4 separate regions of the Mus musculus genome follow, and all the other regions are linked to region 2. The links are chromatin contacts, called in public HiCAR-type, Micro-C and promoter capture Hi-C maps. All regions are on one chromosome and are shown on one strand. The core of a region is the stretch at or near the end of the contact, and the rest is flanking DNA. Distances in the headings are between cores, read along the strand shown. Region 1 holds the start of Prxl2a (peroxiredoxin like 2A). Region 2 holds the start of Nrg3 (neuregulin 3). Region 3 holds the start of Tspan14 (tetraspanin 14). Region 4 has its middle 120 kb from the start of Sh2d4b.

The links. Promoter capture Hi-C pulls out the DNA fragments that hold promoters and counts their contacts. Hi-C and Micro-C count contacts between places; a contact is called where the count stands out from the background. HiCAR-type assays count read pairs that join an accessible place to other places.
Region 1: a contact with region 2 is called in a HiCAR-type map of astrocytes, with 6 times the contacts expected there. The contact joins the promoter of Prxl2a here to the promoter of Nrg3 in region 2. A contact is called at or near these places in 16 of 39 promoter capture datasets (the 3T3-L1 cell line, HPC-7-derived erythroid cells, cranial neural crest and 9 more), 1 of 484 Hi-C or Micro-C datasets (embryonic stem cells) and 5 of 115 datasets of contacts at active chromatin or transcription factors (astrocytes, embryonic forebrain, embryonic stem cells and 2 more).
Region 3: a contact with region 2 is called in a Micro-C map of embryonic stem cells, with 3 times the contacts expected there. The contact joins the promoter of Tspan14 here to the promoter of Nrg3 in region 2. A contact is called at or near these places in 5 of 39 promoter capture datasets (cranial neural crest, embryonic stem cells, frontonasal cranial neural crest and 2 more), 3 of 484 Hi-C or Micro-C datasets (cerebral cortex, cortical neurons and embryonic stem cells), 11 of 115 datasets of contacts at active chromatin or transcription factors (astrocytes, differentiating embryonic stem cells, embryonic forebrain and 7 more) and 2 of 9 other capture datasets (embryonic tail and embryonic trunk).
Region 4: a promoter capture Hi-C map of hippocampal neurons shows a contact between it and region 2, with 2.9 times the contacts expected there. The contact joins the enhancer-like site here to the promoter of Nrg3 in region 2. A contact is called at or near these places in 7 of 39 promoter capture datasets (the 3T3-L1 cell line, the C10 cell line, cranial neural crest and 4 more) and 2 of 115 datasets of contacts at active chromatin or transcription factors (forebrain and stem cell-derived neural progenitor cells).

The regions. Positions count from the first base shown.
Region 1 is chr14:41,012,406-41,015,105 of GRCm38.p6, forward strand. Prxl2a (peroxiredoxin like 2A) reads right to left here and starts at 1,428. Exons shown (of 6, transcript NM_027464.4): 1 at 1,293-1,428.
Region 2 is chr14:39,471,741-39,474,440 of GRCm38.p6, forward strand. Nrg3 (neuregulin 3) reads right to left here and starts at 1,348. Exons shown (of 10, transcript NM_008734.3): 1 at 232-1,348. The coding sequence starts at 1,060. LOC432842 (a long non-coding RNA gene) reads left to right here and starts at 689. Exons shown (of 1, transcript NR_131973.1): 1 at 689-2,700.
Region 3 is chr14:40,965,563-40,968,262 of GRCm38.p6, forward strand. Tspan14 (tetraspanin 14) reads right to left here and starts at 1,334. Exons shown (of 9, transcript NM_145928.2): 1 at 1,214-1,334.
Region 4 is chr14:40,767,749-40,770,448 of GRCm38.p6, forward strand. No RefSeq gene overlaps it. Among named protein-coding and RNA genes, the nearest start is that of Sh2d4b, 120 kb to the right of the region's middle. Within about 2 kb of position 1,448, at least 3 of the 459 cell types and tissues checked have an H3K27ac peak or open chromatin away from gene starts, as enhancers often do. A contact at or near this core is called in hippocampal neurons, where this site is marked.

The sequences.
Region 1 (2,700 bases), core at 178-2,677, 1.5 Mb after region 2:
GAGGCAGAGACAGGGGGACTGCAAATTCAAAGAAAGCCTCCGGGAAATTCAAAGCTACCCTGAACTACATAAGGCCCACCCCCTCAAGAAGAAAAGGGGAAAGAGGTGGGGTAGAGTGCTTTGTACCCCTTCAGGGACAACACAAAGGGTCTCAGGTAAATGCCATCCCTTATAAGGAAGGACACCAAGGAAAGGTCGGACGAGAAGAACCAAGTTGCATGAGCCTGGACCAGCCATGTTTCACATTAGCAAAATGGGAACAATTTCCTAATCACCTTCTACAGAGATGAATCACTGAAGATGCTATAAGCTCTTTGCAAAGACTGCCAGAGATGTTAAATTCTTACTTATTTCTGGATTACTCATTGATCACCCCAAATATTTGAAACAAAGGATTTTCTGATGAGTATCTTGTGAGGACCCAGATTCTATTAGCAGGGCTCCATGACAAGCAGGAGGATTTCTGGGTTTGGGGCCAGCCTGGTCTACAGAATGAGTTCCAGGATAGCCAGAGGTACACAGAGAAACCCTGTCTCGAAACAAAACATCCAATGAGTATTTTCTTTTCACATAAATCATTTACCAAGTTCCAAGACAAGAAATGTTGAAGTAAAAATAAAACCAAAAATCTAGGTAACAGGGCTGTGAAAACATTGGAGGCACGGTGGCAGCGAGACTCGGATTGTCACCTTCCCATGCAAACCCTGCCAGGTTGGACCTTAACTTTGCTCTCCCTTGGGCCATTTTCACCAACTCCAACAACCTAACAATTCGGAGGATGGGCTGTCCTGGAGCTCTGATTATCTCATTACCACACCTCAGCAGCGGTTTGAAATTTACAACGGAGCTTTCTAAGGCAAAGGTTTGTAACCCTTAGAAGAGAAGGAGGAGCAGGTATCTCAGAGACTTCCTCACAGGACACCCCAATACCGAAACTGGATAGCCACGGCCACCCCTGGCAGCCTTCAGCCTAGCCCATGTTGGGTGGATGCCCCTTCCTGAGAGGTGGGCAAACGTTTTTGTTTTTTTTTTTTTTTCCTTCAGTTCTCTGTCCCAACAATTCAAACATCTGGGTGGGCAAGAGTTTTTCTGTCCTCTGTCCCAACGATTCAGACTGCTGGGTGCCGCCAGCGCCATTCCGGGACAGGGGTCTCTGGGCCCCAAGCGTGGAGTCTGTCCTGATCGCTGTGGTGGGCTGAGGGCACATCGGAGAGCGGTACCTGGAGAGGATCGGGTCACATCCTCTATCCAGCATCTAGTCTCCGCGGTCCCTGGCCTGCCTCGATCCTCACCTGCGCCCCAAGGACCCCGCCTCCGTGGACCTCACTGGCCCCTGAGCTGCGCCAGCGGACGCAGGTGCCTCCTCGGTTGTAGTGCAGTTTTGAGGGCGGGTGAGACTAAGGTCTCCCCGCGCCTGCGCAGCTCAGCGCCTACGCCACCACGCCACTTTCACGTGACAGACACGCCCCCGCAGCTCCAGACTGGGGACTGGGTAGAACTGGGTCGCCTTCGGGCACTTCTTTGCTCGCTGATTTCCACGGAGCTAGTTTGGAACTAGCGTGGCTTTGTGGGGTAGATGTCCCAGCGTCCATCTTCACCCCCAAATGCTGGTTATTAGAATGAAGAAAACCAGCTGAGAACTGGCTCTAAGGATAATACCAGCTCCTCTAGCTTCTTTGAGCAACCCTGTGACAGGCTTGTCTTAATACTCTAACGTGGTTGGTTGCTTAATGTAGCTCAGACTGGTCTGGAATTGTTCATCCTCCTGCCACAGTTCCCCAGGGGCTGGGATCACAGGCGTGCACCGCCATGCCTGGCTTTTACCCATTTTTCTCACTCCTGTAATAAGTGTTCATTACTGTCGTATCAAAGCTGTAGTCAAAAGAAACAGGATTAACTCACAGAATAGTTAAAGGTGGGGGAGTGGGAGACAGTCAGAAAGAGATCACAGAGCAGTTTGCAAAGAAGTATTACAGCAGCCAGACAGGCACGCTGGTCAGAAGTGGTCATCTGTCCTGTGTGCATTGGGGGTATCCACCTGTGTGGGACTTGACACCTGGCCAGAGGACTAGGCTGTCCTAGTACATCTTTACCTTCCCCTCATGTTTCTCACTGTAAGAAGCAAGACTCTTGCTATGTAATAACAAATTCAAGAGACTAAGGAGGGTAAGACAGTTTTTATTTTACTATCTTGTAGAACTGTGTGTTACCCTAGACAAAAAGTTAAAAGGGGGTGGGGTGGGGGATGGGGATGGAGACCCCGCCCTGCTTTCCTGTTATGTAGGTAGTCAGGAGCTGCCCTAATTAGGGTTATTATTGTTATGATGAAATACCACGAGCAAAAACCAATTGGAGAGGAAAGGGCTTATTTGGCTTACACTTCCACATCATAGCCCATCTCTGAAGGAAGTAGGGTAGGAACTCAAACAGGGCAGAAACCTGGCAACAGAGCTGATAAACAGACTGTGGAAGGGTGCTGCTTGGTGGCTTGCCTACATTCTGATTTTATGAAGGCGTTTTCTCAGTCCCTCCTCTCCAGACTCCAGCTTGTGTCAGGTTGACATAAAATTAGCTATTCCAGCAGTCAACTAACTTTCCACCCTATGGTAAACAGAGACAAATACGCGTTATCTGACAGCTGGGAAAGAGCAGAGTCCTTGTGCCTCCTGATAGATCGGAATGATGTACTTCTGATACTCA
Region 2 (2,700 bases), core at 98-2,597:
CCACTGAAGTATGAACCCTAGCTCAGAGATATCCTTAGTTCGCCTGATGCCCCTATTCCGCACACAGGCACAGCATAGACCCGCACCTTTGGCCCCCTTGAGGCTAGTTTTAATCATAGCCTCACACTCTGCCCCAAACGTGCATGGGGAAGTGACAACCAGCAGAAAGGAAAGCTGGAGAGCAGAAAAAAACTTGGCAGTGAAGCACGGCATGGCCAGGCGTCTACTTACGAAATTTGGGGCTGGTGCTAGTTTCTGGGGTGGTGGTAGTGGAGGAGGTGGAAGAGGGTGAGGAGGAAGAGGCGGCAGCAGCATCCTGAAAGGGTGACAGGGTCCAGGAGGGAGTGGAATCGTGGAGGTAGGAGGAGGTAGCATACGCCGCAGTGGGCCAGGAAGGCATCGCCTGCGTACTGGGGGCTCCTGGCATCGGGGGTCGGGAGCCGGGCGTGCTGCTACTGAAGAAAGGGGCCGTGGTGGACAGGACCGTCGGAGGGGCAGCAGTGTTCCGTGCTGTGGTAGAGCGCGGGCTAGCCCGGATGGGAACCCGGTGCCCAGGGAAGCGGGTGGGTGCCCGTGTGATGGTGGTCAAGCGGGTGCTAATCCGGTTAGGCGTCCTGGAAGAAGCGGCGCCGCCGGCAGAGGGGGTGGCGGGGGACGTGGTAGAAGTGGTTGTTGTGGTGGTTTCCATAGCCTTGGGGAAAGAGCTGGGCTTGGAGAGGAAGAAGGGGTCCTGGCCCATTCCCTTGGAGTCCACCAGGTCCGTGGGCACGTACTCCTTGACGGAGCCTACCACGATCCATTTAAGCAGCATGAGGCTGAGCCCCAGGCCGATGAAGCCGATGAACAGAGGCACCACGCACAACCACGTCTGCTGCCGGTTCCACACGATGCAGTCGCTACAGCGTAACTCCCGGGGAGGTTCGGCCGCCCCTTCTCCGCCGCCGTCCGGGCCCCCGCCCGCCGCCGCCGCCGCCGCAGCCGCCGCGGTGCCCTCCTCGGCTGAGGCGGCGGCTGCCGAAGCGGCACCAGGTGGCGAGGCACCGGCCGCCCCTTCACTCATCCTAGGAGCCGATCTTCACCTTCGCCCCCCCGAGGGCCGCGCCAGAGGCATGGGGCCGCGCGGGCCGGGCGCGGGCGCGGGCGCGGGCTCCGGCGGCGGCGGGCTCCGGCTCAGGCAGCGGCCGCGGCGGCCGCATGCAAATCGGCTCCCTGCCCCCACGCCCCTCCCCCCGAGAGGCGGGCGGCGGGCGGGGAGGAGAGGACGGGGGAGGGGACGCGGGCCGGGGAGGGGGCGGCGAGGCGCTCGGTAGAGGGGCGAGACCGGCCCGGGCGCCGCCGGCCGGTCAGGGAGCGGCGGGGCGAGTCTGCAGCCCGCCTAGGTGCCTCCTGCGCGACGGGGTCCCTCGGCTGCCGGTGGTGCTGATGCTGCCGCTGATGCTGATGCTGATGCTGCCTTGGATGCTGATGCTGATGCTGCCGCTGGTGCTGATGCTGCCCGCCGCCTGTGTGCGCTCCAGCCTCGCCGGCATCCTCGGTGCGCCGCGCCCGGCCCGCTCCCTGGGGCGTCCGGCCGCACCGCCGCTGTCCCCACCTCAAATCCTCACGTCACCCTCAGGGGCCCCGGCGAGCAGTAGCTGGATGCTGGGCGCCGACAAGCCGCATTCCGACACAGGGGGCCAACCTAGCAGCCCCTCGCCCAGCCCGTACGCAGCGTTGCACGGTGGTTACTCGGCGAGCCTGGGCGATGAGGTGCACCTGTTCTTCAGCCGGCCCGCAGCCAACCCTCGGTCAACGCTCTCCGGGAGAAACCAATCCTAGAGCAGCGCGGAGGGCGAGCGACCGGGCTCGCCTCGCTCCCGCCGCCCGCGGCTCTGCGCCGCTACTGCCGCCGCCACCGTGAGTCAAACTCCAGCAAGCTACCCCGCCGCTCAGGAGCGGGGTACCCCGGGGCGCACCCCGACCAGCACGCAGAGGATACCAAACAGCTCCGGTGACGCTGCCTGGCCGACCCGGGCTAGCAAAAATGGGAGATAGCGACAGGGGTCCCGGACGTCGTGACCGCTGCTCCAAGCGTTTTCTTGCACTCAACCAGGCGGCTTCGGGTGTATGTGTGTGTGTGTTTGTGTGTAGAGTCGCCGCGGACAGGGTGGGATTCGGGCAGAGTTGCGCCTCCCACCAACACCTAATGGTGCTGTCTTACTGTGTGCTAGATAAATAAATGATCCAAGCGGACCCCCGTTGGAGAAGTACGGCACTAGGAGCTCTGTGGAGCAGCCGTGAACAGGTCTCTGGTGTGGATCCTGCGGGGTCAGACACTGAAGCTGCTGGGAGAATGCGCACGGGCGTGTTAGGTGGGAGGGCGCCTCTGAGCTCCCCTGCCCCGCCGCGGTGCGGCTGGACAGAGAACCACCTTTGCTTTGGAGTTGCTGAGAGCTGCTGCTGAAGCAGACGACCTTTCTGTGATCAGATCTCGAAGCCATTAACTTACCTTTTAAAAAGTATTATCTTTAAATGTAGGTACGCCCTGGGAAACAAGGCGAGAGGCGAAGATGAGAAAAGATGCTGGCTAGTCTCTTAAATTTCATAGCCGGTTTCTTCCTTTTGGTAGAGGGAGATCAGAGTATTTCCAATCTCGGGTACACTGTGGTACCTCCCTGAGGACCAGGTATAGCACAGACAGGAAACGGGCAAGAGCCAGGG
Region 3 (2,700 bases), core at 84-2,583, 1.5 Mb after region 2:
ATGAATTCAAGGCAACCCTGGGTTACACAAGACCCTGACACCAAAAAAAAAAAAAAAAAAAAAAAAAAAAAAAGACTTGGGGACAGCTAAGGGAGGAGCCAGAGAGCAGAAGTCTGGGCTTCATTCTAAGGGTTTTAGGGCCCAGGAGGAGTTTTGAGAGAAAGGGTGTCTCCAGCAACCTCTGAGCTGTTAGAATGTGGGGCCCCAGATTTCCTTTCATAAATAAGGAAGCACTCAGCAGGCACCAACTTCTACTCAGAAGCCAAGGGGCTGTGTGGAAACTGTCCCTTGACAGCCACAACTGTGTAGGATTTGGCAGGCAACTGACCTAAATCCACCAGTCCGTTGGGGTGACCACCTAGAGAGCTGAGATCACACCTGCTACAGGCTCCAGCCCAGCGTCCTGCACACGCTGCCCAACACATCTCGATGTCCCAGAACACCAGTGTCCTGATACAGTCACCGTGGCTCTGCAACCAGCTCCGGGCAGGCACTGGCTGAAGACACTGAGTTCTGAGGATTCTGACTGCCTCTCACTGGAGACCAAGTTTCAGTCCTCCAGACAGGAGTTTCAGTGGTTCAGGGGCCGAAGTCCCCAAATGTGCACTCTGCCCACCCTCTGCACTGCACGCCCGGGAGGGAAGGGAATACAGGAGCTCCAACCTAGGCTGAGCCAGAATCACAACTTGGCCAAACCTCGGGCTAGGTCAGGGGTCGGGCTCTGCTCCCAAACACAGCCTTTAGCGACTAGCACCGAGAAGCCAGGATCGCCACCTCCTTAAACTCTTGCCGGACAGCGTGGGACCCCGCGACAGCGTGCACATTCAGGGTGGGTGGGGGCTGGGCGACCGTCCCCTCATCCGGGACCGGAGCTGAATAAAGAGCCTTCCGCTGGGTTCGCAGGTGAGGACCGACAGAGCCCAGGCAGCAGCCGGGAGCAGACACACCTTCCGGGTAGCCCGCCGCGCCTCCCACTCGATACAGCGCCCCAGTTCGGCTCAGCGGGGTCCCGGCCGCGGCCTCCAGAGCTCGCGGGCGGTCTCAGCAGACAAAGCCCGCGCCACCCGCGGGGCCGCCCCCGCCAGCCAAGGGAGTCCAGGGGCCGAGCAGGAACGCGGGGAGCAGCCGCTGTCCCGAGAGGACGCTCACGAGGGCCGGCCCGAGACAATAAAGACAGGCCCGACGCTTCAGCGAGGCCACGCGTTCTACTTACCCGGGCGCGGCAGCAGCGGCGGCAGCACGGCCCGGTTGGCCGAGGAAGTTAGAGCAAGTTCAGCAGCTCCGAGCGGGAGGGCGCGACTCGGGCCGTCCGAGCGGCGGGGGCGGGGCGCGGAGGGGCGGGGCCGCGGCGAAAAAAGAGGCGCCGCTTCCTCGCACCGCTCAGCCGCCCAGTGCGTCTGGCGCACCCAAGCCCCGCCCCCGCTCTTTGCTCCTCCCCATGCAGGAACCGCCCCATCTTTCGCTCCTCCCCCCCACCCAGGCCTGGCTCTCACCGCTCGCTCCGCCCCACTGTGCTATCAGCCCACATCCCACCGCTGATTGCCCCTCCCACATTGATCACCACGCCTTCTCTACGCCCCGCCTGTGTTCCGCCCCCGGGTCGCCGTGCTCCACCCCCTACCGTGCACCCCGCCCTACAAATGGTCATCCATAGGTAATGAGGCGGATCGCTGACCCGCCCCTTTGTCCGGCTCTGGGCGGTGCCCCAAACGGGATTTACCCGGTTCCGCCCTCTCTGTGGCTCCCGGACGCTGGCGAAGTCGATCGCTTGTGGCCGCAGAGTTGAGCGCTCGGCCAAGTTACGCCGCGCAAATGCTCCTCTGGTATTAGCTCTTAACCCGGCGGGAGCCGAGCCAGGGAGAAATGCGAGTTACAAGATGCCTGTGTCAAGGGATGCTCGAGGTGGCTGAGAGGTGGAAGAAGATTGGTGAAATGGCTGGTTTTAAGATGGAAGGCATTCCTGCCCAGCCTTGGGAGCCAGTGTGTGCGGGTAGTTTTCTAGAAACGGTGGTTGAGATTTCTTTACAGCTGAGCCGTAAACACTCGCTCCTTCCAGTCTCGGTGCTAAAAATACCAAGCTTCCTTTGGATGTCCTGCTGAGATTTGCTCATCACCTTTATGCTGAGGAGATGGCTGGGCTGATTCTTGGAAGTGGAAGGTCACAGGACAGGCAGATAGATTTACAGTGCTGTCCACACTGCTGTGATAAAAAGGCCGATCTCGTCCCAGCCTAGATCTGCTTGTCAATAGAGCAAAGCATAACCTTGTCCTGCTTGGTAAACTCGTGTAGATTTGCGGGAGCTGAGGGACAGATCTGCTCCTCTTGGGCTATACAAAAGTGGCATAAGACTGGGGCTATGTTTTTAACACACGCAGCCAACAGGTTAAGTTCATTGTAAAGAGAAAAAGAAAATCTGGAAATAGAATGTACCTTTCTGCTGCTAGTTGTGGTTATTTAACAATGGGGATGTAGCCTGTTTCTAGAATATGCCAGATAGCTCAAGGACCTCTCTGGCAAGGAAACCTGTCCATATTGTCACCTCTAACTAACCAAAATGCATGATTGGGTGTCTGATGTGTGGGCACCAGGTCTTGAATTATCCTGGGGAGTGCAGCAGCCTGAAACCTCTCCCTCCACATAGTTACTGTTTAGTAGAAAAGACAAATCATTTCAAGATGAAATCAATGCTGAGACAAGAC
Region 4 (2,700 bases), core at 198-2,697, 1.3 Mb after region 2:
TAAGAAAATCAAGAAGGAGGAAGACCAAGAAGTGGATACTTCATTCTTTCTTAGAATATGGAACAAAATACCCATGGAAGGAGCTACAAAGACAAAGTTTGGCGCTAAGGTGAAAGGATGGACCATCCAGAGACTACCCCACCCAGGGGTCCATTCCATAATCAGCCACCAAACCCAGACACTATTGCATATGCCAGCAAGATTTTGCTGAAAGGACCCTGATATAGCTCTCTCTTGGGAGACTATGCCAGTGCCTGGCAAACACAGAAGTGGATGCTCACAGTCAGCTATTGGATGGAACACAGGGTCCCCAATGGAGGAGCTAGATAAAGTACCCAAGGAGCTGAAGGGGTCTGCAACCCTGTAGGAAGAACAACAATGTGAACTAACCAGTACCCGCAGAGCTTGTGTCTCTAGCTGCATTTGTAGCAGAAGACGACCTAGTAGGCCATCATTGGGAAGAGAGGCCCCCTGGTCTTCAAACTTTATATGCCCCAATGCCAGTGCCAAGAAGTGGGAGTGGGTGGGTAGGGGAGCAGGGCAGGGGGAGGGTATAGGGAACTTTCAGGATAGCATTCGAAATGTAAATAAAGAAAATATCTAATTAAAAAAAAAAGTGGAGCTGAACTTCCCAACCCTATAGTCATATGACTTGTTTCTGTGACAACTACTCTTTCCTGGAGCCATCAAGACCCATTAAGTGTCACCTCATTAGCATTAGTGATGTCTGACTGGGACTTACTATATTAAATATTTTTTTCACTCAAATTACTCAAATTATGGAATGGTATTGATTCTAAAAGCCTGTACTAAGAGGCCAGGGCAGAAACCAAAGATGTAGTTTCTGTTGCACTCATGCTATAGGGGGAGGGCAATTGAGATGGCTTAGAAGGTATAAGCGCTTTCCTTGAAAGCCTTGTGATCTGAGTACAAGCAACAATTAAGGCTGAGATCCCAGCGTTAAACCAACAGGAGTTCCTCCATGAGTCAGAGCATCCGGTGGGTCAGTTTGAGTTTAAATAGCTTGAAAAGAATGCTATGCCCCCTTGCTATAGGCACAAGTCATTCTCAGAAGTTAACTGCAAGTTCTTAACAAGAGCTGGGCAAGAGCCCCATGGGTCCTTGCCCAAGATCTCTTTTCCAGGTTCAGCTTCCAGGGCTCTGTATAAACTGAATAAAATATTGCCTCTTTTTATAAGAAAGCATCAAAATAAAATAGAATAGATGGCTTCTTAAAACCTTTCCAGTTCTAAGGAAAGTCCCTGAATTTCTCCATTAAATCTGCACAGCAAGACTCTTAAACTCCCATATCCTTTCTCCTGCAGACCCTTTGTTTTCAGCTCTCTGGAGTTCTGTTAGAAATGAACGAGCCTCCAGCTCACTTTCCACCCAGGCTGCATATGAAGCAAATGCTGATGCTTGGAAACCTGGGGTGGACTGTGGGGTACATGCCAAGCAGCCACACAGAGAAGCTACTTCAAAAGTAACAGATGTCATTTCTATCCACAGCCCCCACCCCATTCATCTGGCAAAGAGCGAAGAGAGGATTAGGAGGGAAGAGGATTTCATACAGTCAGGCAAAATTAATTAGCTGCAATTTCACTACTGAGCTGCCAGGTATTCACAGTACAATCACTCCAAACGCCTGCCTTTGTATAGCAGTAACACTGTTTCAATACCCCATTTCCCTCCTTGCATGGGCAAGCAGAAGATATCGTGCTTGGTTTAGAACCTTAAGATAGTCACTTTTGCACATTAGGAAACTCAACTGTTTCTGGTCCCATTTTTTTTCTCCTCTGACTCACCCTAGTCACTCTGGGGGCAGGGGGAGGTCCCCTCTCTGGGCTTGTTATCAGTGTGCCACTTGCCCTTGGAAGAGTCAGGCTTTTGGAAAAAACAGCTGAATCCACAAAGTGGCATGTGTTTTTCTAATTGATTTTTTTTCACCAGGGGCATTTGGATCAACCTTTGTGGATCTTTGTTTCCTCACCTACAAAACAGGAGTTGTGACATCTGCCTCAGAGACCCCCAAACGAAACATCATATAGGATTATTGAAGACACACTCTATACTCCTAACAGCCAGTTGGTCCCAGACAATGTATCATTAGCCAAAACCAATTAATTATCATGAACCTGAACTCTCGGGTTATTATGAGCTCCATATATGGTGTGTGCCTTGCACACTGTGGAAATATCGGGTTCTGCATTATCATTAGCAGCTATAGATATGGGTAAGATGTCCATCTCTACTGCCTGCAGCTGCCATTTGGAAAACAACCTTGACATTCCTCCTGTCTGCTGTTGGATCTTTACCAAAATATCAACAGAGACATTTATTTGCAATAGATTGTGGAAAGACCTACACAATCCTTTGAATGAGCTGTCAGGTTGACAAGGCAGTTTTCACATGAAACTAAACAGTTAAGAAAAAAATTAGGGCTGGAGAGATGGCTCAGTAGATAAGAGGACTGGCTCCTCTTTCAGAGGACCCAGGTTCAATTCCCAGCATTCACATGGCAGCTCACAACTGTCTGTAACTCCCGTTCCAGGGGATTCATCATCCTCACACAGACATTCATGTCAGCAAAATACCATTGCACATGCCAGACAGTGGTGGCACATGCCTTTAATCCCTGCACTCAGAAGGCAGAGGCAGGCAGATTTCTGAGTTCAAGGCCAGCCTGGTCTACAAAGTGAG